2 separate regions of the Sus scrofa genome follow, and region 1 is linked to region 2. Evidence: chromatin contacts called from public HiChIP or PLAC-seq data. All regions are on one chromosome and are shown on one strand. Each heading gives the region's core, a stretch centred on a gene start, on an enhancer-like site or on the middle of the called end of the contact. The rest is flanking DNA. Distances are from core to core; before and after follow the strand shown. Region 1 overlaps KYAT3 (kynurenine--oxoglutarate transaminase 3). Region 2 holds the start of LOC100155195 (guanylate-binding protein 7).

Evidence for each region. HiChIP or PLAC-seq counts read pairs in DNA pulled down with a chosen protein or histone mark.
Region 1: a contact with region 2 is called in an H3K27ac HiChIP or PLAC-seq map of alveolar macrophages. The contact joins the enhancer-like site here to the promoter of LOC100155195 in region 2. A contact is called at or near these places in 1 of 5 promoter capture datasets (liver), 4 of 47 Hi-C or Micro-C datasets (alveolar macrophages, embryonic fibroblasts and omental adipose tissue) and 2 of 2 datasets of contacts at active chromatin or transcription factors (alveolar macrophages and skeletal muscle).

What each region holds. Positions count from the first base shown.
Region 1 is chr4:127,463,188-127,469,904 of Sscrofa11.1, reverse strand. All of the region lies in intron 2 of KYAT3 (kynurenine--oxoglutarate transaminase 3), which reads right to left. Among named protein-coding and RNA genes, the nearest start is that of KYAT3, 15 kb to the right of the region's middle. Within about 2 kb of position 5,209, at least 1 of the 83 cell types and tissues checked has an H3K27ac peak or open chromatin away from gene starts, as enhancers often do. A contact at or near this core is called in alveolar macrophages, where this site is marked.
Region 2 is chr4:127,351,916-127,358,903 of Sscrofa11.1, reverse strand. It overlaps LOC100155195 (guanylate-binding protein 7), which reads right to left and starts at 2,110. Exons shown (of 12, transcript XM_021090310.1): 1 at 1,961-2,110; 2 at 1,245-1,381.

The sequences.
Region 1 (6,717 bases), core at 3,960-6,459, 110 kb before region 2:
AGCTGCTGGAAGAAAAAAAGATTGGCGGCATTTTTTCAAAGATTTTCCTAATAGAATATTAAAGCAATTTTAATTCAATCTGGGAGGAAGATAATGATAACGGTTATTAAATAGACCATTGTTCTCATTCTACTCCCAATAATGGAACCAGGAAAAATACCCTTTTCACTCTCAGATTTTTAATCTTTGAAAGGGCGGTGGACTCTATCAGGCGCACATTCTCCAGAGGCTGAGGCACCTTCCAGAAGAGCGTTACAATCACGTGCCCACGCTCCTCCAGAGATTGCTGTGGGAGAACTAAACACCCCCGGAAAGATCGAGAGAAAAAGACATTTCAACAACTGTCCTGTCCTCTCAAAAAATGTTCAATGTGATTCATTCGGTCTGTGGCTGCACACACAGAGCAGAGATTCACACAGAAAAGTGTGCACAGCTGCCCGCAGATCATCAAGACACAAAGTTCAAAGTTACTCAAAATATTTAGAAAGTTGGGGCCAAAATGTGTTCTCAGCTATAATTTTCTTTAAAATGTGCATCTAGAGCAGCCTCTTCTCTCATTACTCCCCCGCCTCTGCTCCCCGCCCCCCCATTGCAGGCACTGCATAGGCATCACTGGATAGGCATCACTGGATAGGCATCACTGGATAGGCATCCATTCCACAGTATTGTCTTGCCAGCTTCATAAGAGAGCCTTCCTCTACCAAACGGTCTTGCTGAACCTCTGTCTCTCAGCCCACCTTTCGGTCACCACACTCCCTCATCCCCATGGAGGATTTTTAGACATTTTTTACAATCATGTCTCCCCTGCTCCCCGCCCCCATTAAACATTAATGAAGATGATTTTGTCAGAGTTGAGCTTTGGGTGATCACAAAACGTGATCCAGCGCCAGTTCCTTCCCCTTGGGAGAAGGCCTTTGTGTAGAATGCACGTTCTGGAGTTCCCTGGTGGCACGTGGGTTAAGGATCTAGCATCGTCACGACTGTGACTCCGGTCACTGCTTTGGCTCAGGCTCAGTCCCCGGCCACAAACAGCCTGTATGCCGCAGGTGCAGCCAGCAACAACAGAAAGAATGCGTGGTCTATACTCAGTCCAATCCGGGTCTCCACCACCTCGCTCCCTCACTTCGCGAACTCCTATTTCACCTGCCACCTTTCGTTCTCGAGTTCGACGTTATTTCTGGGGGGCCTTCTCTGATTCCCAAGTCAAAGTGTCATGTCTCTCTGACGTCTGATGAGCTCCCGACAGGAGGCGTTTACGACAGAGCCCTGCATTTCTCTCTCTGTTTATTTGACTGTATTCTTCCTTAGACTCTAAGCTCTATGAGGAACTATTTCTAGCTTGTTCACTGTTCCTTGATGTCTGCCTGCATTAATCAGATTTCTCTAAAGAAACTGAATCGATAGGATGTGCGCATATACAGTGATTTATTTTAAGGAATTGGCTCACGAGACCTGTGAGCACTGGCAAGGCTGAAACCTGCAGAGCTCCGGCAGGCGGGAGACCCAAGGAAGAGCTGAAGTGGCAGCTGCAGTCTGCAGCAGAACTCCCTCTTCTGGGGGGAACCTCTGTCTTTTCTCTTGATCGAATCAAGGCCACGCACATTATGGAGGGTAGTTTGCTTTAGTTCAAGTTACTGATTGAGGCGGGATGAGGATGATGCTTCTGTGAGTCAAGGAGCACCAGAAGCTGGGGGAAGCAGGAGGAGAGTCCCCCTCACAGCTCTCAGAAGAACCGACCCTGCCAACACCTGCACCTTGGACTCCTGGCCTCCTGTGCTACGAGGGAATACATTTTTGTTGTCTAAGCCACAGTGGTTGTGCTACTTCTTTAAGGAAGCCCAAGGAAATGAATATAGGAGTGAAAATGTCTAAGACGCCCCACAGTGCCCAAAGGCATCAAGATTCAGCAGTAGGTGCAAATGCTCCCTGTCTAAGAATTATTGTCCAGAGCGGACCCAGTATGCGGACAATAAAAATAAACCTGAAATCCTACGAGGAACTAAATATGAGCCCCAGGTGTACTATGGAACATCTGTAGGGCCTGTACAATCTCTAGACAACTAACTCCCGAGATGGCCTTCCTTCCCAGGTAGATTAATGCCTGGCATACGTCCACTGTACTGCGGTATTATAAACACAGAACTGCTAGGGAGAAAGCAAGCAGCATCTTTGGTTGTTCATGGGAAGCTGAAACATGCAGTTCTGCAGAATCACCACTAGATGCCACTCTTGGCAGACATAAGAAAAAGCTAAGTACCTCTTTAAACCACTAACTGCACCTGTCACCATAGCTATCCTTAAGAAAACAAAAATAGCAAGCGTCTGGGAAGATGTGGAGAAGGAGGAACCCTTGTGCACTACTGGTGGGGTTGTAAATTGGTGCGGCCACTTTGGAAAACAGTAGGAGGGTCTTTAAAAAATTAAAAATAGAATTACCATGTGATTCAGCAATTTCACCGCTGGGTATTTACCCAAAGAACACAGAAACACTAAATTGAGAAGATGTATGCTTCACTGATGTTCAGTGCATCACTGGTTACAGATAGCCAAGGTATGTGTCCACTGAAAGACAAGTGGATAAGGAAGATACAGGATGTAAATATACAGTGGAGTATACTCAAGTCACAAAAAATAAATAAAATCTTGCCATTTGTAACCACAGTGATGGATCGAGGAGGTGTTAACGCTAAATGAAGTAAGTTGGACAAAGAAAGACAAATTCTGCATGATCTCCCCTATGTGTGGAATCTAAAAAACAAAACAGATGAACAAAACGAAGTGAAAGCAGACTTAGAGATGCAGAGAACAAATGAGTGGTTGCCAGAAGGTGGGTGGGATGGTGGTGGAGGGAACAGGTGAAGGGGATTAAGACGAACAAACCTCCAGGCGTGTAATAAATAAGCCCCAAGGAACATCGTAAATAATACTGTGATACCTCTGCACGGGGCAGATGGTTACTTGACTTACTGTGGGGATCAGTTCTCAATGCATATAAACGTCCCAGCATTGGGTCGTACATCTGAAACTAATATCATATTGGAGGTCCACATTCTGATTTTTAAAAATGTTTATTGCAATAGTACCTGAAAAGTTTGGAAAGAAGAAACAAATATTACCCATTATCCTAACACCCAAAGGTACACAACTCTCAGTTGCGTGTAATTCGAGAGCCCTGTCTGCACAACGTGCTGCACTGAGATGGTGCAGGACTTGGGTAGGAAAGTCCTCCCAAGTGCAGGGCCGAAGCTGGGGAAAGCAAGGCTGTTAATATCTAGGAATCACGGGGTAGGAATCCAGGACAAAAACGAAGAGTGCAAGAAAAGGCCAGAAACAGAAATACCAAAGCTGCTTTCTGGAGAGACAAGGACAACCACCAGGCGGGAGAAGCAGATGGACTCACGTACATCAAGACCAGGCTGGAGCAGAAAGGGATTATCTGTTAAGCGCTCATGTGAACCCAGGCTGCGGGTACACCCATTACCCTTTAGAGCTGCGAAGTAGGTATCCATAGGTGCAATCACAGGCATTTTTAAAAATGTTGTCTCTTAACAGAGAATGTTAAACATTCTGTGAATTTTCTTAGCCATCATAAGAATTTCACCTTTAATTAGTAGGTAATAGTTCAGGTTATATATCACACCTTATGCCTTCGTCCCCCTGTTGTTTGAGTGTCTGTTATCCGCAGTGTTTGCAATGTTAGGTAGTACGTTTCTATTGCGTATTTAGTTATATGGTCCCCACTCTTTTTCCCGTATTTTAAACTTTGATGTAGAAGATGAATGCCCTCTTGTAACACAAGTATTAACCATCACGAGAGAGATGACAAATATCCTAAATATTCTGTCTAAACTACTTTTGCGGAGATGTATTTCTGTCTGCCTATCAGATCTGATGTTCTAATAACCACAGTGATGAAACTTAGTATCATTTCCCTTCCTTCCTTAGCACTTGTACCACTTCCTAAGGGTCTTCAAACTATAGGAATCAGATCTCTAGGCAGCACAGACAGAAATGCAGCGTGAACAGTTTAGGGCAAAAGAGGAATGTATTCAAAGGCCAATGTCACCATGAGACGGTAGCCAGCCTCAAGGGTAACTGAAACCAGAAACTGGAACCTCAGCAAGGCTCTCCTTCATCTATTCCTCTAACCAATCTCAGTCTGCTTTTATCCATGAAACACAAGGTGTGCCTCCCATCTTCACCACTGAAGAGTACACTCTCTGGCGCCAGTTTCTAAAGTTCCAGGGAAGAGCTTAGGGACATGCAAGACAGACCCTGAGCGGGTGATTAAAGAAAACTACTAAACAACTTCCAAACCTGCATTTCCTCACCAGTCAGCTGGAGAAAAACTTAGTACTTACAGTAGGGGGCAGTTACAAGGATTAAAAGAAATGCCATGTAAAGCACGTGGGGAACACTCCAAATGTTTTCTAAATTACTGCTTGACTTAAAAAATCTATGCTACTCCAGGAAATCAGATATGCCACCTCAAAATATGTTACCTTGACCTAAGGGTCATTTTTAGCTGAAGGCAACTGAGAAGAAGCGAAGAAACGCTGCCTCCCCCCTTTTACCCGGACGGGAAACAACGTCCAGTCACCAGGGACAATCCAGCCTCTCGCCAGCTGAGCGGGCGCCAGAGGATGTCGCACGGCGGACCCTGTTAGCACAGCGCTTACCTTCCACTCCTAAACTCCTTTCCCTTTGGTCACCTCTCTGCACACCTACTGCTCGTTGCTAAGACGCCGAGTTCAAACCACCTCTTTGAGTGGCTCCTCACCGAGGTCTCCTGCGTGTGTGCACAACGCACATGTTACACTGTCTCTTTGCTCTTGGTCTCCTCCGTATTTTCTCAGTCTGATTCTCAGGGTCTCGGCCAGAAAACCTAGGAGGGGAGAGGAGAAAGGATTTTTCCCCCTCCCTACAATACCATTCAGTGGCTCAAATATCTCTTAAATAGTTGCCAAGTGTGCCACGAAATGAGAGAAAGTATTTACACACATATATCTTACACAAGACCTTTATTTAGGATATGCAAATATCTTCTGCAATTCAATAAGAAGACAAACAAGCCAGTTAAAAATGGGCAAAAAGGGAGTTCCCACTGTGGCACAGTGGGTTAAGAACCTGACTACGGTGGGTTGGGTCACCGTGGAGGCGAGGGTTTGACCCCTGGCCCAGCGCAGTGGGTTAAACAGGTTAAGCAATCTGGTGTTGCCACAGTTGTGGGTCATAACTGGGGCTTGGATTTGATCCCTGGCCCAGGAACTTCCGTATCCATGAGTGCAGTCATTACAGAAAAAAAAAAAAAAAGGCAGAAAAATTTGACAGCCAGAGAAGATATACAAATGACCAAAAAGCACATAAAGGGTGCTCAAGATCATTGAGAAAGTGCAAATTAAAACCATAGCCAGGTACCACTAGATACTACCCACCAGAAAGGCTAAGATTAGAGAGGCTGAGTGTTGGCAAGGATGTGATGAAGCTGGAACTGTTGTCCAGCCCTCGTGGGAGCGCGAGATGGCACGACCACTCTGGAAACGTGCTTAGCAGTTACTTCAATCTCCCACACAATGACCCACTGCTAAGAACTTACCCAAGAGAGACGAAAACCTATGGCTTGTACGCAAATGTTCATAACAACTCTATTCAAAACAGTTAAAACCCGGAAAAAAACACAAGTCCAGGGAGTTCCTGCTGTGGCGCAGGGGAAACGAATCTGACTAGTAATCGTGAGGATGTGGGTTCAATCCCTGGCCTCGCTCAGTGGGTTACGGATCCCATATTGCTGTGGCTGTGGCGTAGGCTAGCAGCTGTAGCTCCAATTCGATCCCTAGCCTGGGAACTTCCACATGCTGCAGGTGGGGCCCTCAAAAGCAAAATAAAATAAAGTAAAAAAAAAAAAAAGAAAAAAAAAGCTGAACTGTAAAAAAAGTCCATAGACAACAGAATAGATGGGTAAAGAAATAATATATCTACACAATGGGATACTGCTCAGCAATAAAAGGAATGAGCTAAAATACACCACTGGCTAATTTAAAATCATTATGTGTATGAAAGAAACCATACACAAAGGAGTACATACTGCATGATCCCACTTATATAAAATAAAAATTTAAAAAGCAAAATAATCTATGGTGACAAAGAGCAAATCAGCAGCAGGACAGACCACAAAGGAACATGAAACATCTTTCTGGGTTGATGGGAATGTTGTGATACTGACTGTGGCAGCGTTTCACCGCATATACATTTAAAAATAGTTGTTGAGGAGTTTCCACTGCAGCACAGTGAGTTAAAGATCCACTGTTGCTGCAGCTGTGGTGTAGGTCGCAGCTTCAGCTCAGATTCAGTCCCTGGCCTGGGAACTTTCACATGCTGTTAGAGCAGCCAAAAGAAAAAAAAAATACTGAATTGAATACTCTAAATGGATATACAGTATCTTTATAAAGCTGACTTTAAAAAGCTGCCAGGTTCGTTTCTTAAAAACCTAAAGATAACTCTTAGTATACAATCCAGCAATCGCTCTCCTTGGTATCTGCCCAAAGGAATTGAAAAATCATGTCCAGATAAAATCCTGCACACTGATGTTTTTAGCAGCTTCTTTTTTTTTTTTGTCTTTTGTCTTTTTAGGGCCACACCTGCAGCATATGGAGGCTCCAGGGCTGGGGTCTAATTGGAGCTATAGCCATCGGCCTACACCACAGCCACAGTAACGCC
Region 2 (6,988 bases), core at 861-3,360:
TTTGATTTTTAAGGTGAATAGCTATAAGCAAGAAAAACTGAAAATTTTATTTCTGAGACCGAATATTAACAAATCGTTCTTTGTGTAAGAGTCAATGAGTCTACAAAGATTTTCTTTAATTCAAAGTATCCTGAAGTATCAAAACCAAGAAATGTTTAAGCTCAGAACTAAACCAGTAGACTAGAAGAGCACTACTAGATGGTAGAATATGACCAGCGGTTTCCAAAGGTTACTGTTCAGGAGAATTATCTAAAGTGATAGTTAAAAATACCCCACACCTTGTATTTTCAGCAAGTATCAGAAGTTACCTGATGCAGTTCGTGCATGGACCAGTCATTAAAAACAGTGCAGGAGTTCCCGTCGTGGCACAGTGGTTAACGAATCCGACTAGGAACCATGAGGTTGTGGGTTCGGTCCCTGCCCTTGCTCAGTGGGTTAAGGATCCGGCGTTGCCGTGAGCTGTGGTGTAGGTTGCAGACGCGGCTCGGATCCCGTGTTGCTGTGGCTCTGGTGTAGGCTGGTGGCTGCAGCTCCGATTCGACCCCTAGCCTGGGAACCTCCATGTGCCGCGGGAGCGGCCCAAAGAAATAGCAAAAAGACAAATAATAATAATAATAATAATAATAATAATAATAAAATAAATAAAAACAGTGCATAATAGACAAACACGATCAGACCTTCCAGTTATTATTTACAGTTTTGTTTTTTAGGGAGAGTGGGGTTGAATTAGTCCGTATAAAAACAGCTCTGTAGTATTTGGAACATCGTGTTAATACAAAAATAATCCATGGCGAATCTCCTAGGATTTAAATTCCCTGTCCAGGAGCATCTTTTCTGCTCCCTCAGTGCCCAGCAGGGGGCAGTCCGAACTTGTCCGAGGAGGGGAGGAGGGGACCGGGGAGGCACCCTACCCGGCGCCTCGGGGTGCGGGCGAGGATGGGTCCCCCAGTCCTAGAAAGGCCCTCAGCCCCTTTGCGTAGGTGAGGAAGGATGCACTCGTCCTCGCCCTTGCAGAGCCCTGTGCCGCAGCCCTGGACTGGCGTCCGGGGGACCGGGGCGAGTCTCGCAGCCCCGGGGTCCCCACGGAAACGCTGAGCTGTCCAAGCCGCGCGCCTCGGGGGCGGCGCACCCTCCCACCGCGCGCTGCGCCCGCGGCCTCCCCTCCAGCCGGGTGGGTTTGGCGCTGCGGGATTTACTCGTGCTATTTAACGAAAATGAGTCTGGGAGGGGGTGAGCGAACTTACTTGGCGCGGATGCTGCAGCCTCGGACAGGTGCTCTGCGAGCCCGGTTCCGCTCGGGCTCCTGCGTTGGCTGCTCAGGAAACTGACTCTTCTCTTTATAAGCTGAGGGCGACCTATTGAAGGAGCTCCACTAAGGGGTCTGGTTTACAGGAAAAGAAAGTGAAAATGAAAGGGAGCGGCTTTTTTTTTTTTTTTTTTTTTTTTTTTTTTCTTCTCAGAGGCAGAAACCTAGATGAATTCAGGCAAAGACAGGGGTTCCTCCACTCATCCCCACCTAGCAATGTAAACCCAAGTGCGTCTCGACCCCATGGTGAACCGTGAACCAAGCAAGGGTGGGATGAGAGCGAGCGTTCCACAGCCTGTCTCTCAGGGGTACTTTTGTAAAGGAAGAGGTTTTGTTTATGTTTCATAGATTCATTTTCTTTCTTTTTCCTTTTTTAAAAAAGTATTTTTTTAACTCAATAGGTTTTTTTTTTTTCTCTTAGCAATAGAAGTATGAGTGTGCATAAAATTCTAGATTTTATAGCCCCGATACATTCACTATTACTTAGTTGCATATACTTAGAATTTTTTTCCTTTTCCTTTACTAATGTGGATCCAGATTAGGGTTAGGGCTTGGGAGCTGAGGAGGGAGAACCGTATATAGATTGAGGGTGAATCCAGATTTGGTGGTTGGGAGTTGATTCAGATTTGGTATCCTTTAAATCATTGTACTTACCTGTAGGTTAACGGCTTGGCTGCTGCTGTTAGGGAATCGGGTCCTTTTACTGGAGGAGCTGCAAACCAAAACGCTGAGACGCTGAAGTTTGCAGCCAAGAAAGTTTATTGACAAAGCCACCAAATAAAGAGGCAGAAAAACGAGTCTTAGGTCTGCCTCCCAGAAGGGGAGGAGCTTGGGGTAAAGGGGAGGGGATTGGTGTTCTGTGCAGGTGTTCCTAAGTTACATGCTTCTTCGCTGGGAGCATGCGTAAATTGAGGGGGAGTTGATAATGAAACACGCTGGAGAATTCTGAACTGTGATGTCAACAGGTCACCCGCGGGATAAACAAGTCTCTTCCGTGCAGACGCTGTACAATCATATTGGTTCTACCCATTTTCACCCAGTTTTTTAAGAAGAGAGTTTTTTGGGTTTTTTTGTTGGTTTGTTTGTTTTAAATAAGCTGTTTCCTTATCTGCTGTTCTGTAAAATGAACTCAAGAATTCTGTTAGTCACCAGTTTCTGTTACCGGGTTTTACTCCTACAGGGCACAGAGTCACTACCACAGCTGTATTTCAGTTGGCAGTGAGGGACAAGAAGGACGGTAGAATATGATCTCAAAGTTCTAAGGCCAAGAATCACCAAGAGCAGGTGCTTTTGCACCTGTTCCCTCTGCAGCCTTGCCTAGCTGCTAGAAAAAAAGTCCTTTGCCCGATTGCTAATAAGTTTATTTCGTTAGACAGAATGATACACTATTTGGAGCTGCAAAGCATGTGGTAACTCTAAAAAAGTATATGCAACAATATCAGGGACAGATATTTCTAGAATCCTGAGGCTAACCTTGGCAGATTCAAGGCATGAACCCAAGCTGGGACAATTACCATGGCCCGGGAATTCCTGATCCATGGAGATTGATTTAGGGGGAGACGGCACATGACCTAAAGCCAAATAAACTTAATCTGTGCTAAGTTACCTGGATTCAAGACATTTCTCTTTTTTCTCTCTCACTCTTAGTCTTGTACTGGCTGTCTTGTTCTCCTCTCTGTGTTTTCGTTAACTTTTCGTTATTGTGAATAAAGATGTGTGTTTTGAAATGAAGACAGTAGCACCACTTAGCTATGCCTGGCTCTAAACCATGACATATGTTATTACGTGCAAAGGGGGAACGTAAATTCGGAGTCTTACTTCCAGCTTGCATTGTTTGTAATTGCTTCAGGAGAAGTACTTTTAAAAAATTCTATTCCGTAATTCTTACTCTGCAAGTGTAATATTAGAAAAGGATGAGTGACTAAAATGGGTTCCTAACCTGAAGGTGGTCAACGAAGCTCGATTGAACCGAAATGAACTTTTCTTCATTTCCTAATGATTTAACTCCAGAAAAAATGGTCTACCATCTAACTTCAGAAATTGTGCTTATGTGTCACCTAGTGTCCTCAGCTTCGGGTGTAATGAAAATTCTGAGAGGAAGAGTCTTAATTTTTACATCCTGCTACTCAGAGTTTGGTGAAAGCCTACAGCTGTGGATGGGTCAGCACTCTAAGCAGCTCACCCTTGAAGCACTTTCAGTTCAGAAATCTGAGTGCAGTTCTTCAGGAGAGGAATGTGTGGGTACAAAGGAATAATGGCCCAATAGGGATGAGATTCTTAGGTCTGGGAGCTTTGGAATTGGAGACAGTAGCCACTGCTCCAAAATGTGTGTAAAAACAAGGCAAAAGTCTTGGATAGGCATTCCTGTCATGGCTCAGCAGTAATGAACCCAACTAGTATCCATGAGGATTTGGGTTCAATCCCTGGCCTCACTCAGTGGGTTCAGGATCTAGTGTTGCCATGAGCTGTGCTATAGGCCAGCAGCTACAGCTCTGATTCGACCCCTAGTCTGGGAACCTCCATGTGCCGCGGGTGTGGCCCTAAAAAGACAAAAAAATAAATTAATTAATTAATTAAAAAAAGTAAAAGTGCCTTGGATATTTCTGAGCACAGAAATAAACAGGGTAAGGAGTTCCTGTCGTGGTGCAGTGGAAATGAATCTGACTAGGAACCGTGAGGTTGGGGGTTTGATCCCTGGCCTCACTCAGTGGGTTCAGGATCCGGCATTGCCGTGAGCTGTGGTGTAGGTCGCAGATGCAGCTTGGATCCTGCATTGCTGTGGCTGTCAAGTAGGGTGGCAGCTGTAGCTCTGATTGGACCCCTAGCCTGGGAAACTCCATGTGCTGCGGGTGCGGCCCTAAAAAGCAAAAATAAATAAATAAATAAATAAATAAACAACCAACCAGCACCCCCCCCAAACTTGTCAGCAGCAGTTTCTACTCCCTTCACCTCCAAGTAAGAAACAAGACAAAAGAAGGCAGCAGTTTACTGGATAGACATCTAAACCTCTTCTCATGCAGGCATTAGGTGAGCTAGTATTGTGTAGTTTAAGATTTGCACTATAATCCTGTGATTATGATAAGACTATGAGGCTTCAATAGTCTTTCAAAGTAGTGAAAGTGAGTGAGAAAGTAAACACTCTTGGTGAAGTGTGTGTCAATCCAAAAAAATTAGGGGAGACAAGTACACTGAATGAGACTCCATCACAATGGATGAATCCACAGACACCTGGAGCTTCCAATTTTTTTTTTCTCACATTATCATGCAAGTTGAACAGTGCAGACTGTTGCCTTTGGAATGGATTGGCAATGAGATCCTGCTGTGTAGCACTGGGGACTATGTCTGGTCACTCATTATGGAGCATAATAATGTGAGAAAAAATAATGTATACATGTATGTGTAACTGGGTCACCTTGCTGTACAGTAGAAAATTGACAGGACACTGTAAACCAGCTATAATGGAAAAAATAAAAATCATTATATACATTAAAAAACTGCATTGAATTGATGCCCCTCTTAATCATCATAACTGAAAAAAAGGTGTGCCATTTTTCAAACGTAAATATTATATCTAGGAGTTCCCATCGTGGCTCAGTGGTTAACAAATCCAACTAGGAACCATGAGGTTGCGGGTTCAATCCCTGGCCTTGGTCAGTGGGTTAAGGATTTGGCATTGCCGTGAGCTGTGGTGTAGGTTGCAGATGCAGCTCAGATCTGGTGTTGCTGTGGCTCTGGTATAGGCCGGTGGCTACAGCTCCGATTTAACCCCTAATCTGGGAACCTCCATATGCCACGGGAGCAGCCCAAGAAATGGCAAAAAGACAAAAAAAAATTATGTCCAAATCTACTTTTTTTTTACAAGGCCAAACATACGATATAAATGGAGTCAAGCAGGAAAAATAAATAAAATGTGTCTTACCAGTAATAGCAAACGTACAGTAAAGGTAGGGAATCATCTGCAAACAAATATGATATCTAAACCAGTAATCATGAGAGGAGGAGAATACAAATGCAGAATGTTTGAAATGCATTTGAAATTAATGATCAGCAACTTAAATTACACATACACACACATACACCCGACACACACACACGGAGACTACTATATCAAGATCTCATGGTAATCACAAACCAAAAATCTACAAGAGACACACACACACACACACACACACACACATACACACACAGGAATCCAAGGAGATTGGACAAGATGGCTGAGCAGAAGAACTTAAGCTCACCTTCTCTCAGAAAAACACAAAAATTACAACTAACTTGTGAACAATCATCAATAAATAGAATGGAAACTACCAAAGAAGATATCCTACACCCAAAGACAAAGAAGAAGCCACAATGAAAAATAAAAAATTAACCAGAAGGAGCAAATAGCAGATTACAGGAGGCAGAAGAATAGGCAAGGTGGAAATCACTGATGTGGAAAAGAATAAAGATAAAAGAATGAAAAGAAATGAGGAGAGTCTAAGAGAACTCTGGGACAACCTCAAAGGCAACCTTAAACACACCAACGTTTGCATTATAGTGGTGTCAAAAGGAGAAGATAGAAAGTGGCAGAGAAAAATATTTGAAGAGATAACAGCTGAAAACTTACCTAATGTGGGAAAGCAACCACTCACTCAAATCCAGGAAGCACAATGAGTAGCATATAAAATAAACCCAAGAAGGAACACACTGAGCACAAGTTAATCAAATTGACCATAATTAAAGACAGAGAAAATATTGAAAGCAGCTAGAGAAAAGGAACAAATGACATGCAATAAGATTGTCAACTGTCAGACCTACAGACCAATGGAACAGAACAGAAAATCCAGGAATAAACCCAGTCACCTGGGGTCAATTAATCTTCAACAAAAGAGGCAAGACTATAAAGTGGGGAAAAGACAGTCTCTTCAGCAAGTGGTGCTGGTAAAACTGGACAGCTGTATCTAAACCAATGAAACTAGAACACACCCTCACACCATACAAAAAAATAAACTCAAAATCATTTAAAGACTAAAGCATAGGATAAGACACCATAAAACTCGCAGTAGAGCACATAGGCAAAACATTCTCTGACAGCAGCTGTGCACATGTTTTCTTAGGTCAGTCTCCCAAAGCAGTAGAAATAAAAACCAAAATGAACCAGTGGGACCTAATCCAACTTAAAAGCTTTTGCACAGCAAAGAATACCATAAAAGCAAAACAAAACAAAAAGACAAGCTATGGAATGGGAGAAAATAGTTTTAAATGATGCAACCAACAAGGGCTTAATCTCCAAAATATAAAAACAACTGATACAACTCAAAAGCAAAAAAACAAACAAGCCAATTGAAATATAGGCAGACGTCCTAAACAGACATTTCTCCAAAGAAGACATATGGATGGTCCACAGGCACATTGAAAAAATGCTTAACATCACTAATTATTAGAGAAATGCAAATCAAAACTGCATTGAGGTACCACCTCACACTGGTCAGAATGGCCCTCATTAATAAGTCTGCAAATAACAAATGCTGGAGAGGGTGTGGAGAAAAGGGAACCCTCCCACACTGTTGGTCAGAATGTAAATTGGTACAACCACTATGGAAAATGGTATGGGGATACCTCAGAAAACTACAGAACTACCACATGATCCAGCAATCCCACTCCTGGGCATATATCCAGGCAAAAGTTTCCTTGAGGAAGCTA